Linked DNA regions of Sus scrofa: regions 1 and 3 are each linked to region 2. Evidence: chromatin contacts called from public Hi-C data. All regions are on one chromosome and are shown on one strand. The core of a region is the stretch at or near the end of the contact, and the rest is flanking DNA. Distances in the headings are between cores, read along the strand shown.

Region 1 (4,316 bases), core at 720-3,219, 180 kb before region 2:
AAAAAAAAAAGAAAAAGAAAAAAGAAAAGAAACTAAACTATGATGCATATTTTTACTGACCAACTGACCAGCTTTTATTTATTTATTTTTTTTTTTTTTGTCTTTTTGCCTTTCCTAGGGCTGCAGTGTCTTGTATATTATAATAGAAGTAGTCTGTGTATGCATGAGTATTTATTTATTTATTTTGTCTTTTTTTTTTTTTTCTATTTCTTGGGCCGCTCCTGTGGCATATGGAGGTTCCCAGGCTAGGGGTCTAATCGGAGCCCTAGCTACCAGCCTATGCCAGAGCCAGGGCAACGCAGGATCCAAGCCGAGTCTGCAACCTACACCACAGCTCACAGCAACGCCAGATCGTTAACCCAGTGAGCAAGGGCAGGGATCGAACCTGCAACCTTATGGTTCCTAGTCAGATTCATTAACCAGTGCGCCACGACGGGAACTCCCCAACTGACCAGCTTTTAATACAAGTGTATGATAAACTTTACACCAACCATAGATATGAAGAAATGCAGGCTTCTGGAGGGAGCTGTGGTTGCTTTGTACCTTATTCCTTTTGGCTGTCCCCCCTTGATGTGTGGTCATCACCATGGTGATAAGAGGAAGACAGCATTTGGCTCTTTGCATAGTCTCACCTTCCAGAGTTAGCTGCTTGCTCATGGCCAGTGGCTGGAACATTTTTATAATCCTCTCTTACTTTCCTTCCCACCACTTCTTTCTCTTTGTCCACTGATTCCATCCAGAGCCTTAAATAGGCCCATTCTTTAATCCTTGGGTGAGCTAGTCAAGAATAACGGGTCCCTTCAATATTATTACTCTTACTCAATTCAGAAGAAGAAGAGCATTGTCAGCCATGTATTCCTATGGAAGGAGTGAGCCCAGGGTGTCGTACAGAGGGTCACATCAGATTAGAACTCTGGTCTGTAGGATTCTGATCCAGGGTTTCGCTTCCTCCCATGCTATTTCTTAGCTAAGGAAATAGTTTATTGAAAGCCTAGATGCTCAGAGTTGAGGAAAACTTACAAATGTAGTTCTGATCCATTTCAAAATGTATTTCCAATATGATAATCCCTGCCTCCTAGGCTTCCAATTCCAAAAAAAAGACTCTAGGAAAATTGTTCTCACAACCAGTCAAACGACAAAGTATTCAGGCAAGCCTAGGAGCTTATTTATCCAAATCCAGGTATACTGGATATAGGATTGCATTTTTTTTTTTTTTTTAGGGGCCATACTCTTGGCTTGTGGAAGCTCCCAGGCTAGGGGTTGAATCGGAGCTGCAGCTGCCAGCCTACACCACAGCCATAGCAAGTCGGGATCCCAGCCACATCTGTGACCTCCACCACAGCTCATGGCAACGCTGGATCCCCAACCCACTGAGCGAGGTCAGGGATCAAATCCGCATCCTCATGGAAACTTGTCGGATTTGTTTCTGCCGAACCACAATGGGAACTCCACAATTGGATTTTTACATGTGAAATGTATTTCTCTGGAGAACTAAAACATTTTTAATTTTGCAAGCAGCCTTTTCAGGTGGTAACTTTTCCAGACTTGACTTTCTTCTTTTTTAAAATATCCTCAATAGCATTAGTTGTGACTGTTGGTAAAAAGTTAGGGGAAAAAACACACTAAACCACCTCAGACCAAAAAAAATCGAGAACCAGAATCGGAAACCTTCCGAAGCGCCTCTCTCACCCTGAAGCTCCCTCTATATCTCTCTGAAGGCCCTTCCTACTTGTTGCCTTGCTTAGTATCAACCCCATGCAACCCAGGAGACTTTCACTTCTGATTCTTTTATTTATGGTCTTCACACTTCTCTCACATGGATCAGTGCAGAAATGATGAAGTGAGACAGCAGAAGTTAGGTTATAAAAAGAATTGTGGCTTCTGTCTTGCTGTCTGGAGTCACTCCCTCTGGGGCAAGCCAACTGCCAAAGGACACTCATGCAGAGGTCCATGATGGACGGAACTGAGGCCTCCTGCCAACAACGAGCCCTAACTTGCCAGGCACGTGAATGAGCCGCTTTGGGAGCAGATCCTTCAGCCACAGTCAAGCCCTGAGTCAGCCTTGTGGGTCTGGGAGACATCATAGCTGCCACCTCATGAGAGGCCTCAGGCCATATCACACCATTTAGCTGCTCTGGGATTCTTGACCTACAGAAACTGTGAGATAAGAAATAGTTATAGTTTAGACACATGTACTCCGATGTTCTTTGCAGCACTATTTACAATAGCCAAGACATGGAAACAACCTAAACATCCATCGACAGAGGAGTGGATCAAGAAGATGTGGTACGTATACACAATGGAAGATTACTCAGCCATTAAAAAGAACGAAATACCAGCATTTTTAGCAACATGGATGGACCTAGAAGCTATCATATTAAGTGAAGTCAGCCATACAATGAGACACCAACATCCAATGCTTTCACTGACATGTGGAATCTGAAAAAAGGACAGACTGAACTTCTTTGTAGAACAGATGCTGACTCACAGACATTGAAAAACTTATGGGAGTTCCCGTTGTGGCGCAGTGGTTAACGAATCCGACTAGGAACCATGAGGTTGCGGGTTCGGTCCCTGTCCTTGCTCAGTGGGTTAACGATCCGGCGTTGCCGTGAGCTGTGGTGTAGGTTGCAGACGCGGCTCGGATCCCGCGTTGCTGTGGCTTTGGCGTAGGCCGGTGGCTATGGCTCCGATTCAACCCCTAGCCTGGGAACCTCCATATGCCGCGGGAGCGGCCCAAGAAATAGCAACAACAACAACAAAAAAAAAAAAAAAAGAAAAAAAAAAGAAAAACTTATGGTCTCCAGAGGAAACAGTTTGGGGGGTGGGGGGATGTGCTTGGGTTATGGGATGGAAATCCTGTGAAATTGGGTTGTGATGATCATTATACAACTACAGATGTGATAAATTCATTTGAGTAATAAAAAAATCATTTGATAGCCAAAAAAAAAAAAAGTTATAGTTTAATCCACCAAACTTGGGATGACTTGTGATATAACAACAGGTAATTGATAGATAAAGTCACCTGAATATGTGACTAATAATGACATAGATTTGGTCAGAAAATTAACCACTACCTTCTAGCTACTGAACTCATTCAGAGTAGGGAGTTAAGAGATTGGGGTGAGAAAGGAAAGATCAGTATATTTTATGTTAATTATCTGGTTATTTGTTTTCTTTTTTCCAACCTCAACATTCCCATGAGGACTGAGAGATTTTTTTTTAAGTTTTATTGAAGTATAGTTGATTTACAATGTTGTGATAATTTCTGCTGTGCAACCAAGTGATTCAGTTATACACATACTCATATCCTTTCTTTTTCAGATTTTTTTCCCATATAGGTTATCACAGAATATTGGATAGAGTTCCCTGTGCTATGTAACAAGTCCCTGTTGACCATCTATTCCATATACAATGGTGTGTACATGCCAATTCCAAACCTCCAATCCATCCCTCCCCCACTACCTGTTCCCTTTGGTATTTGGTATTTTATTTTATTTTATTTCGTTTTGCTTTTTAGGGCCACACCTGCAGCATATGCAGGTTCCCAGGTTAGGGGTCAAATTGGAGCTGCAGCTGCCAGCCTACACCACAGCCACAGCAACGCAGGATGCGAGCCATGTCTGTGACCTACACACAGCTCACAGCAATGCAGGATCCTTAACCCACTGAGAGAGGCCAGGGATTGAACCCACATCCTCATGGATACTAGTCGGATTCGTTTCCACTGACCCATGACAGGAATTCCTGGTATTTTAAAATAATTGTATTATAAAGATAAATGTTTCTGTGTTTTTTATGGAATTCTACCCTCTTACTGTGAAACAGAATTTGACTTGCAAATCATAAAATAAAAAAGAGAAAATTTAAAATCTAGTTTTAGAAGAAAATTAACTTTGTAAGTAAACTTTTTAATAGGAAAAGGATGTGGGATATACCCATAAACATTTCATTTATATGTAGAATCTTTAAAAAAGGTACAATTTGGAGTTCCCATCGTGGCTCAGTAAACGAATCCGACTAGAAACCATGAGGTTGCGTGTTCAATCCCTGGCCTAGCTCAGTGGGTTAAGGATCCAGCATTGCCATGAGCTGTGGTGTAGGTTGCAGACCGGCGGCTCGGATCCCGCGTTGCTGTGTCTCTGGTGTAGGCTGGCGGCCACAGTTCTGATTTGACCCCTAGCCTGGGAACCTCCATAAGCCAAGGGTGCGGGCCTTGAAAAGACAAAAAAAAAAAAAAAAAGGTACAATTTAACTTATATAGAAAACACAGACATAGAAAACAAACTTATGATTACCAAAGGGAAAGGGAAGGG
Region 2 (3,848 bases), core at 383-2,882:
TCCGTCTTCGGGATCTGATGTACAACATGGTGAATATAGTCAGTACTATATTACATACCTGGAAGTTGGAAAAATAATGTTCCTTGTTTCTGCAGACCTTGAAGAATATTTTGGGAGGGTCTTAGTACCTGTAATAGATGTGCACAGGGTGGTCCAAGGCCAGCTCTGAACCTCTTGCCTGGTTCCTTTGACCTCCTCGAGCTCAGAGTGCCCCTTTCTCTACACTCGCAGGACTGGTAGTCTGTGCCTCCTGTGGGACATCTCTATCCTCAGCCATCTTTTCATGGGTCATTCCAAAAGATTCTACATCATGCTAACCGAAAAGGAAGGAGTGAGGTTTATCAGGTCTTTCTAGAACAGCTTGTCATCAGATGCCTGGGAAAAAAAGCCCACAGTGTGGACAGGAAGGATCCTATCTTTCTGAAAAGGATAGACATGAGTTCCATAGCCTTGCAAAGATTCTAGGCTCTGATCTGCTTTGGGACATTTTTCATTTACTAGAGCAACCATTCCTAACTGATATGCCACCCAGCCATCCTACACATTGTCTTTTCGCCTTCCACCCTCTGATTGGCTCCTCTTCTGGGGAGAAAAACCTTTTCAAAACAAGTTTGAGTAGAGTTACGAAAAAAAAAATCACTGTGCTCTTTGCACGGTGACTTGTAATGGAACCAAAGAAACGGTTTCATGGTAAGTTAGCTTTGTTCTGGTTTGCCTTGTTGCTTTTCAGGGCAACATAGTCATGGCATCAATAGCCTAAGTCAATGAACATTTGGGGGTGACCCCAAGGAACAGTTTGATATGTGTATTATGATTTTTCTTCTATTGACAAAGGGAATGAAAAATAGGGAATGAAAAACAGTACATTTCTTTGCTTTTTTTTCATAAATTGCATGTTGTGATAATGATTAAGGCATTGGGGGGCAAGTCAACCTTCTGTAGACTAGGAAAGAAATAGTGGGGAAAAGGTAGGTTAATAAGGTAGGAAATATTTCCAGTGAGGAAACCCCATTTTAACCCTGCATCTGCATGGTATATCGTATCCATGTGTATAGATGTGTTATTTACCAAGTTTTCCAGGCATAGCAGAGGCTGAAAATCTTTGATAAATTTGCATATCCTTATATGCTCATCTAAATCAATGAGGAACAATTGTTCTTGGACAGAGGCCTGAACTTCATACCACTCTGCATGCACTGGTGACCCTGTGCAAGCCTAGCCTGGGTGGCGTGTGTTGACAGTACCTTGTTCCAACTGGGCACTTGATAAATAATATAAATAAATAAATGGGTACCCAGAATAGCAGCTCGAAGCCGAGGATGTTTGTGTCCCAGACTAATCCTGTCAGTTCTTTGAACATGCTTTGGAAAGAGCACCAGGGCAGGACCTGGCTATCTCTGTGAGTCACAGGTCTTTGGATGTTTCCTTTCTGTATTCTGCTGGTTCTGTGAGGTAGTAGAACCAGGCATGTAGGACTTCAGGTCAGGCTGGAACATTCTGAAGGACTGGAAACTTGATGAGAGGGGAATAGTCCTTTTGCTTCTTAAGGCAAGAGCAGGTCCTCTGATAGGAGTGTGGCTGGTCTGTTTGGCAGATGTTGTGGGGAGGGAAATAGGCACTGACTTCAGCCTCCTGCATCTGTGAAGGGGCTCTCATGACCTGCTGGTGACAAAGAAAAGCAGTTGCTGAAAACCACATGGCTTTACTGACAGAGATTCTTGATGGGGACTTCCCCTTTAGCACAAAGCCAGAGAGTTGAGTTGGGACATGGCTGATCTGCCTCTGCTGAATTCAGGGAATGGATTTAAAAGTGTGGACAGAGATTTTTGTAGTGATGATTGGTTGTTGTTTTCCTCTTAATGAAACAACAGCTGTTGGATTCAACCTTCTGTTTTTGCCATGTTAATTTTGGTTATTACATGTTTCATTCCACAGTTGTGAACTTGTGAGACGTTTTTGAAAGGAGAAGCAGAAAATGTGGTGTTCCAGACTTGCTTTTCAGGAGGCAGGTTTCCTAACTTCCCTTTGTTCTGAGGTTTACTCTTTCTGTCCAGTCCCAGGAACAGGAGAGAAGGCCCTTCTTAGCATACAGATCCAGCGAGGGTCTAGGCCAGCGATGATGGTTCACCAAGCCATCTCGGTACAATGGACAGTGCAGGTAGAAAGGCAAAACCAGGTTGGTTACTGGCTACAGAGCCAAGACAGGGCCCATTAGAACAGGAAGCACTTTGAGATCCATCTCCAGTAGCCACGTGGCTGACAATAAAGTACAATTTTGGAAGCATTTATAGACTTGAGCAACTAGTAGAACTAAATTCCTTGTGGTAATTATTGTGATATGCAGAGACTATGAAAGACATGGAATGTTTCAGTTGATAAGCCTTTGATCTGTAATATTGCATTTCATTTACTGGCACCTGCAGACAATCTGGGAACCTCTTCAGAACCCATTTAAAACCCAAGAAGAGAAAGCAGTGTTAATTGGGGGAGAAAGAGGATGAAGCAACAGTATTGAACAGATAACTCTGTCCATTGATCAAAGAAATTGCTGGTCTCTAGGAGAGGAGGGTTAACTGTTTACTAAGCTCTCAATCATTGTAGGTATATACACATTGGAAAGATATTGCTTTACTCTCAAGTTCATTTATAGTGGTGGTATAAATTTTGTCAGACAACCCCTCTATTTCTGTAACCTGTTGAAAACATGTTCAGATGCTATTAATATAGACCACAAATGGGACATCAAAATCCTTGGGCAGGTAGGAGACCTGACATGCCACACACCAAAGGGTTGACCATGAGTGGCCAGGATAACATCAATCCAATAGCTATATCAGCATCTTTGCTGCTTGCATATGAACACGCAAAGGTTCTCATGTTCTTGTTGCCATCTTCAATGGAAATGGGTCCTGACATCATTCTTCAACTTTACTCATTATTTCCCAATTATCTCTGTGGTGGGGAGAAATCAAATCTCAGGCTCTGTTTATTTCATGTCCCTCCTTAAAATCTTACAGATGTATGGTGCTCTACAGGGACTTGGGCCTGCAAGCATGAAAGGGGATGTAAAAAGCTTGGGAGGTGATTGGAGCCTATTGTTCTGTGAATGCCGTGGCCTGTGCTTTCCTGTTTTCTACTCTGGTGTTGCCCTTAGGATGATTTTATACAGATGTTTGCGAAAGTCGGGGACTTTACTTTTTCAACCTCAGAGTTAGTCTGCACCTTCCCTGGAAGGACTTCAGTGATCTGCATATGGGAGGGCAGCCTGATGAATTTCTGATCTTCCTCCAGTTGTTGCTGCCAGTCTGGTTGTGAAATGTGCCAGGACCATGGCCAACTGTGTAATGTTGAAATCTGTTGCATCTGAAATGCCTTTCTATCTTGTACATTGCCTTGTGAAATAAGAAGGTATGACTGGCAGGGAGCAGGAGGTTTAAATCACATTTTGAATTTGCCTAAAGAGATTTATTGTCTTGTGTCACCAGAAGACATTGTGCAAAGGGCTGTTTAGAAGGTTGCAGAAGTATATAGAGAGCTTGATTTCCAGTCTGAGACTCTGTGGAAGGATCACAAAAAATACAAGCTTAGGATATGGACTCCAGCCTGAGTCTAGAAGACCAGACAAGATTTGCATTAAAGAGATCAAGAGAAGAACATTTTAGGCAGGATAATGACACACATAGGTGTGGAGGTGGGAGTGCATGAGATATGTAGGGGGACAGCATGCAGATTCTTGGAATAGTAGATCTTTTTATGTGCTAAGAGAATAGGGAAAGGTCAGCTTGAAAGGCAGGAGTGGGCATGTGTTATGATGCTTTGGATAAAAGAAAACCAGAGTTAGCTTAGAC
Region 3 (3,892 bases), core at 854-3,353, 140 kb after region 2:
AACTTTTAATTTGCTTTTAGAGTCCACGACGCAGAGCAGGAGTTGGAAAACTTTTTTAGTAAAGGGCCATATAGGCAATACCTTCAGCTTGGCTCATTGTGCCACTCTGCATGTATAGCCTGAAAGCAGTCGTCAGTATGTATATAAATGAGCATGGTTATGTTCCCAAAGCTGTATTTATGGAGTTTGAAATTTCACCTTCGTATGATTTTCACTTCTCCCTTTTTAAATTTTTTTCATCCATTTAAAAATGGAAAATCCACTCTTAGCTCTCAGGGCCCCCCACGAAAGGGGGGCAGCAAACTGGATTTAGCACCTGATGTAGTTTGCTGACCCTGCCAGAGAGGATATCTGTAATGAGTCCCTCATGTGGCAGAGTTCTCAGTGGCTAAGAATACATTTGGATTCTGGCTTTGCCATTTGGTTTGACCATGGATAAGTTACTTTACCTTCCATCTCCAATCTTCAGTTTATGCACCTACAATGCTGACTTTTTTTGAGGTTTAAAGGAAATAATATAGAAGATGCATAAAATGATCTCAATAAATGCAAGCTATAAACATCTGCAGTCTTCCTCTTTCATTGAGATCCTTGCAGTTTATCTTAGTTTTTTAAAACTCCATAAGGAATGGTAAGGCACTTTCCATGACTTGCAAAGGATCTTGTTTCATTCCAAGATATCCTTGTGTAAACCTTCTGATGCATAAATTTGCCTTTAACTTTCCTTGCAACCACAACCAGAGCCTAGAGATGAGAGGCCTGGGGAGTGTTTACTCTCTTCTCACCTGAACTGTGAGAGCATCTCAGAATCATGAATTAAGTCAAAAATGGATCAACACTTGTTTTTAGGGACAGAGATGGCTAATGAACAGGGTCTTTAACACCATTTTGCTTTTGAGCAGCCATCCCTCTCAAAAGAAAAAAGCATACTGATGACACAGCAAAGCCACAAGGCAGTACTTGGCAGGAAACCAGCGTAGAACTCTAGTGAGCACAGCTGGATCACGGACTTAGGCCATATTGAAGTTGGGCCTAGGGCCAAAGCCTGCCAAAAGCTCAGCCCCTTGGCATTCCTCCACCCTCGTCTGAATCTGATGTAAGACACAGGTGATGTCAGAATCGGCCAATATCCACACCTGTGAGAAGAGCCTGAGGCAGAGCAGGCTTGATCAGAGCCAGCTGCCGGGGCTGAACCCACTATAATGAGATGTGCTTGCAAGAGGAGGGGCAGGGCTCACTAGTGGATCCTGCCTCTCCTTGGTTGAATGAGTACCTTCTCCTGCCTTTAAGTTACCCAAACTCAACATGTTGCCAAAACAAAACCAACCTAATGAGGACTGCTTGGAGAGAGACGTTGCTATGTAGCCAGCAAAGTCGCAGCCACAGTCTGCATGTGTCTGAGTATGAGAGATGTGTTGGTCTTCACTGGCCTGCCTAACCTGCTTTTTTCTCCCAGAGATAAAAGGATGCTAGTGTCTGTAGTTGAAGGTTGGACTGAGATTCGAGATACAGGGAGGAAGGGGAAGCCTTATAGCCTATGGACTGCCTTCTAACATGCAAGTCTGCCCCGGAGGGTCTAAGGCCGGTCCTTGGTCAGGGGCGACCCGACCTCACTCGCACAGAGCCAAGCCCCTCGATATTTAACTTTCTCCAGCTGCTTTGCATTTGGTGGGTAGCCGCTGAATTGTTGCTTGATGGTGGTCTCTGTTGCTGAGTGACAGTATTTTCTGAGTTCCTCATATATCCTCCCCAGTCGTGACCTTCTGATGGAATGCCCGCTGTCAGTTGTTTGCTTGTTCACTTCGGCTTCCTCTCCTAGGCCAGAATGATCTCGACAGGAGTTGGGGCAATCCATCACGACCCTATGTTCCCCCCCGCCCCCCACCAGAGCCCCTCACTGGGGAGGTGCAGATGGGAAAGGAGGCAGGCAGCAGCTGCAAACCATATTTTATTTCTGATCTCCTTCCTGGGCTGGGCTGGTGCCAACCCTGTGTGACTAAACGAGCAGCCTGGAACCTTTCCACCGCAGTCTCTGTGGCTCCTGAAGCCAAGTGAGATGCACGGGCATGGCCCATGCTGGGCTGATTTCACCCCTTGTGGAACTGGCCTCTCTACAAAGAACCTGACTCGTCTCTGAGTTTTTCCTAAGGACTGGGAGGTTCTCACAGTGCCGTAGTCCCCTCGCCAGACACCCACACAGATTCCTACTGCCTTTATCTCCTCCTCTTGGGAGGAAGCTGGAGGTGTGCCATGACCTTCCCTGTCTGACGGTTTATGAACCGCCCACAGGGGATAGGAGGAGTGCTTTTGCCTTTTCTCTAATTGCTTCCATCAGAACTAGTATGCTGTGGTAGACAGTCTCTTGAAGTCAGAGATGTTTCTAAGCTTCTCGAATCTGCGTTCTAATCTGGGCTTTATCACTTAACTACTGTTTGCTTCGGACAAGTTGCTGGTCCCTTCATTTCAAGATGGGGATGGTGATGATGATGTTGATGACGATGATGTCAGCATTTGGAGGATGTTCTGAACATTGATGGTGATATTTATTATCTGTCACACTCCCGGCTTAAGTGCCCATCCCATTGTACACACACCCACGTATACATACATACTAGGTGCTCATTGTGTGTATATTCCTCTGGTAATAGTGGTGTGGGTATGGCTAAGTTTCAGCAAGTGTTTTTGAAAACTTTTTTTTTTTCTTGAGAACAACAGAAATGTGTGTTAAGTTACGTTTTTGGAATGAGGGAAAGCACAAGAAAATGGTACACATCCTATGAGATGATCATTACTGTTATTTTTATCATGTAATTTTCTAAAAGATTTATTTAAAATTTTATTTCATGTAGGATGCTCTACACACTGTTTTGTTTATTTTATTTATTTTTTTGTCTTTTTAGGGCCACACCTGTGGCATATGGAGGTTCCCAGGCTAGGGGTCAAATCATGGCTACAGCGGCCGGTTTACACCACAGCTTACAGCAACACCGGATCCTTAACCCACTGAGTGAGGCCAGGGATCAAACCTGCATCCTCATGAATACTAGTCAGGTTTGTTACTGCTGAGCCACAATGGGAACTGGTTTTTTTATTTTTAATGTGGATAATTTATTGAGTCCAATTGTTTTCCTACAATATAATTTTTAGTAGCTGTAGATTATTTTGTTATTTGGATATACCACAATTTATTGATCAAATCTCTTGTTGAAATTTTTGGTTATTTCTATTTTTTCACTGTGATAAAACTCTGGTTGCACCTTACTGCAACGTAGTCTTTATGTACATTTATGACTTCTTAATTTTCTAGAAGAAGTTGGGTTAAAAGTAGGAATTTTTTTTTTTTTTTTTTTTGACTTTTTAGGGCCACACCCACTGCATATGGAGGTTCCCAGGCTAGGGGTGGAATTGGAGCTACAGCTGCCGGCCTACACCACAGCCACAGTCATGCCAGATCTGAGACAGGTCTGTGACCTACACCATAGCTCACAGCAATGCCAGCTTCTTAACACACTGAGCAAGGCCAGGGATTGAACCTGCATCTTCATGGACTCTAGTCACATTCATTTCCACTGAGCCATGACAGGAACTCCGGAACATTTTTTAAAGCTTTGAGTGGGTATTAACAAATTTTCTTCATAAAGGCCTCTATTTTAAGTGCCCATCAAGAGTGGTCCCCCTTCATACCTTCTTTAATCCTGAGTGTTCATTTTTTAAAAACTATGATATATACATGAATATTTATCTAATTGTTGCTTATTGCTTATTATCTATTTTATTATTTTAAACACATTTTCTGTTCGTGTTCTTTGCCACTTATGTTTGATGATTTTTGATAACCTTTCATATATAAAGTATACAAAATCTCTTATCATCCTATTTGTTGTAAAATATT

The links. Hi-C and Micro-C count contacts between places; a contact is called where the count stands out from the background.
Region 1: a contact with region 2 is called in a Hi-C map of heart right ventricle, with 2.1 times the contacts expected there. The contact joins two enhancer-like sites. A contact is called at or near these places in 1 of 5 promoter capture datasets (liver), 2 of 47 Hi-C or Micro-C datasets (heart right ventricle and omental adipose tissue) and 1 of 2 datasets of contacts at active chromatin or transcription factors (skeletal muscle).
Region 3: a Hi-C map of skeletal muscle shows a contact between it and region 2, with 4 times the contacts expected there. The contact joins two enhancer-like sites. A contact is called at or near these places in 2 of 47 Hi-C or Micro-C datasets (liver and skeletal muscle).

What each region holds. Positions count from the first base shown.
Region 1 is chr1:109,697,039-109,701,354 of Sscrofa11.1, reverse strand. No RefSeq gene overlaps it. Among named protein-coding and RNA genes, the nearest start is that of TLN2, 19 kb to the right of the region's middle. Within about 2 kb of position 1,969, at least 5 of the 83 cell types and tissues checked have an H3K27ac peak or open chromatin away from gene starts, as enhancers often do.
Region 2 is chr1:109,512,880-109,516,727 of Sscrofa11.1, reverse strand. All of the region lies in intron 2 of TLN2 (talin-2), which reads left to right. Among named protein-coding and RNA genes, the nearest start is that of TLN2, 170 kb to the left of the region's middle. Within about 2 kb of position 1,632, at least 8 of the 83 cell types and tissues checked have an H3K27ac peak or open chromatin away from gene starts, as enhancers often do. A contact at or near this core is called in skeletal muscle, where this site is marked.
Region 3 is chr1:109,372,857-109,376,748 of Sscrofa11.1, reverse strand. The region is part of intron 11 of TLN2 (talin-2); the gene reads left to right. Among named protein-coding and RNA genes, the nearest start is that of MIR190A, 150 kb to the right of the region's middle. Within about 2 kb of position 2,103, at least 26 of the 83 cell types and tissues checked have an H3K27ac peak or open chromatin away from gene starts, as enhancers often do. A contact at or near this core is called in skeletal muscle, where this site is marked.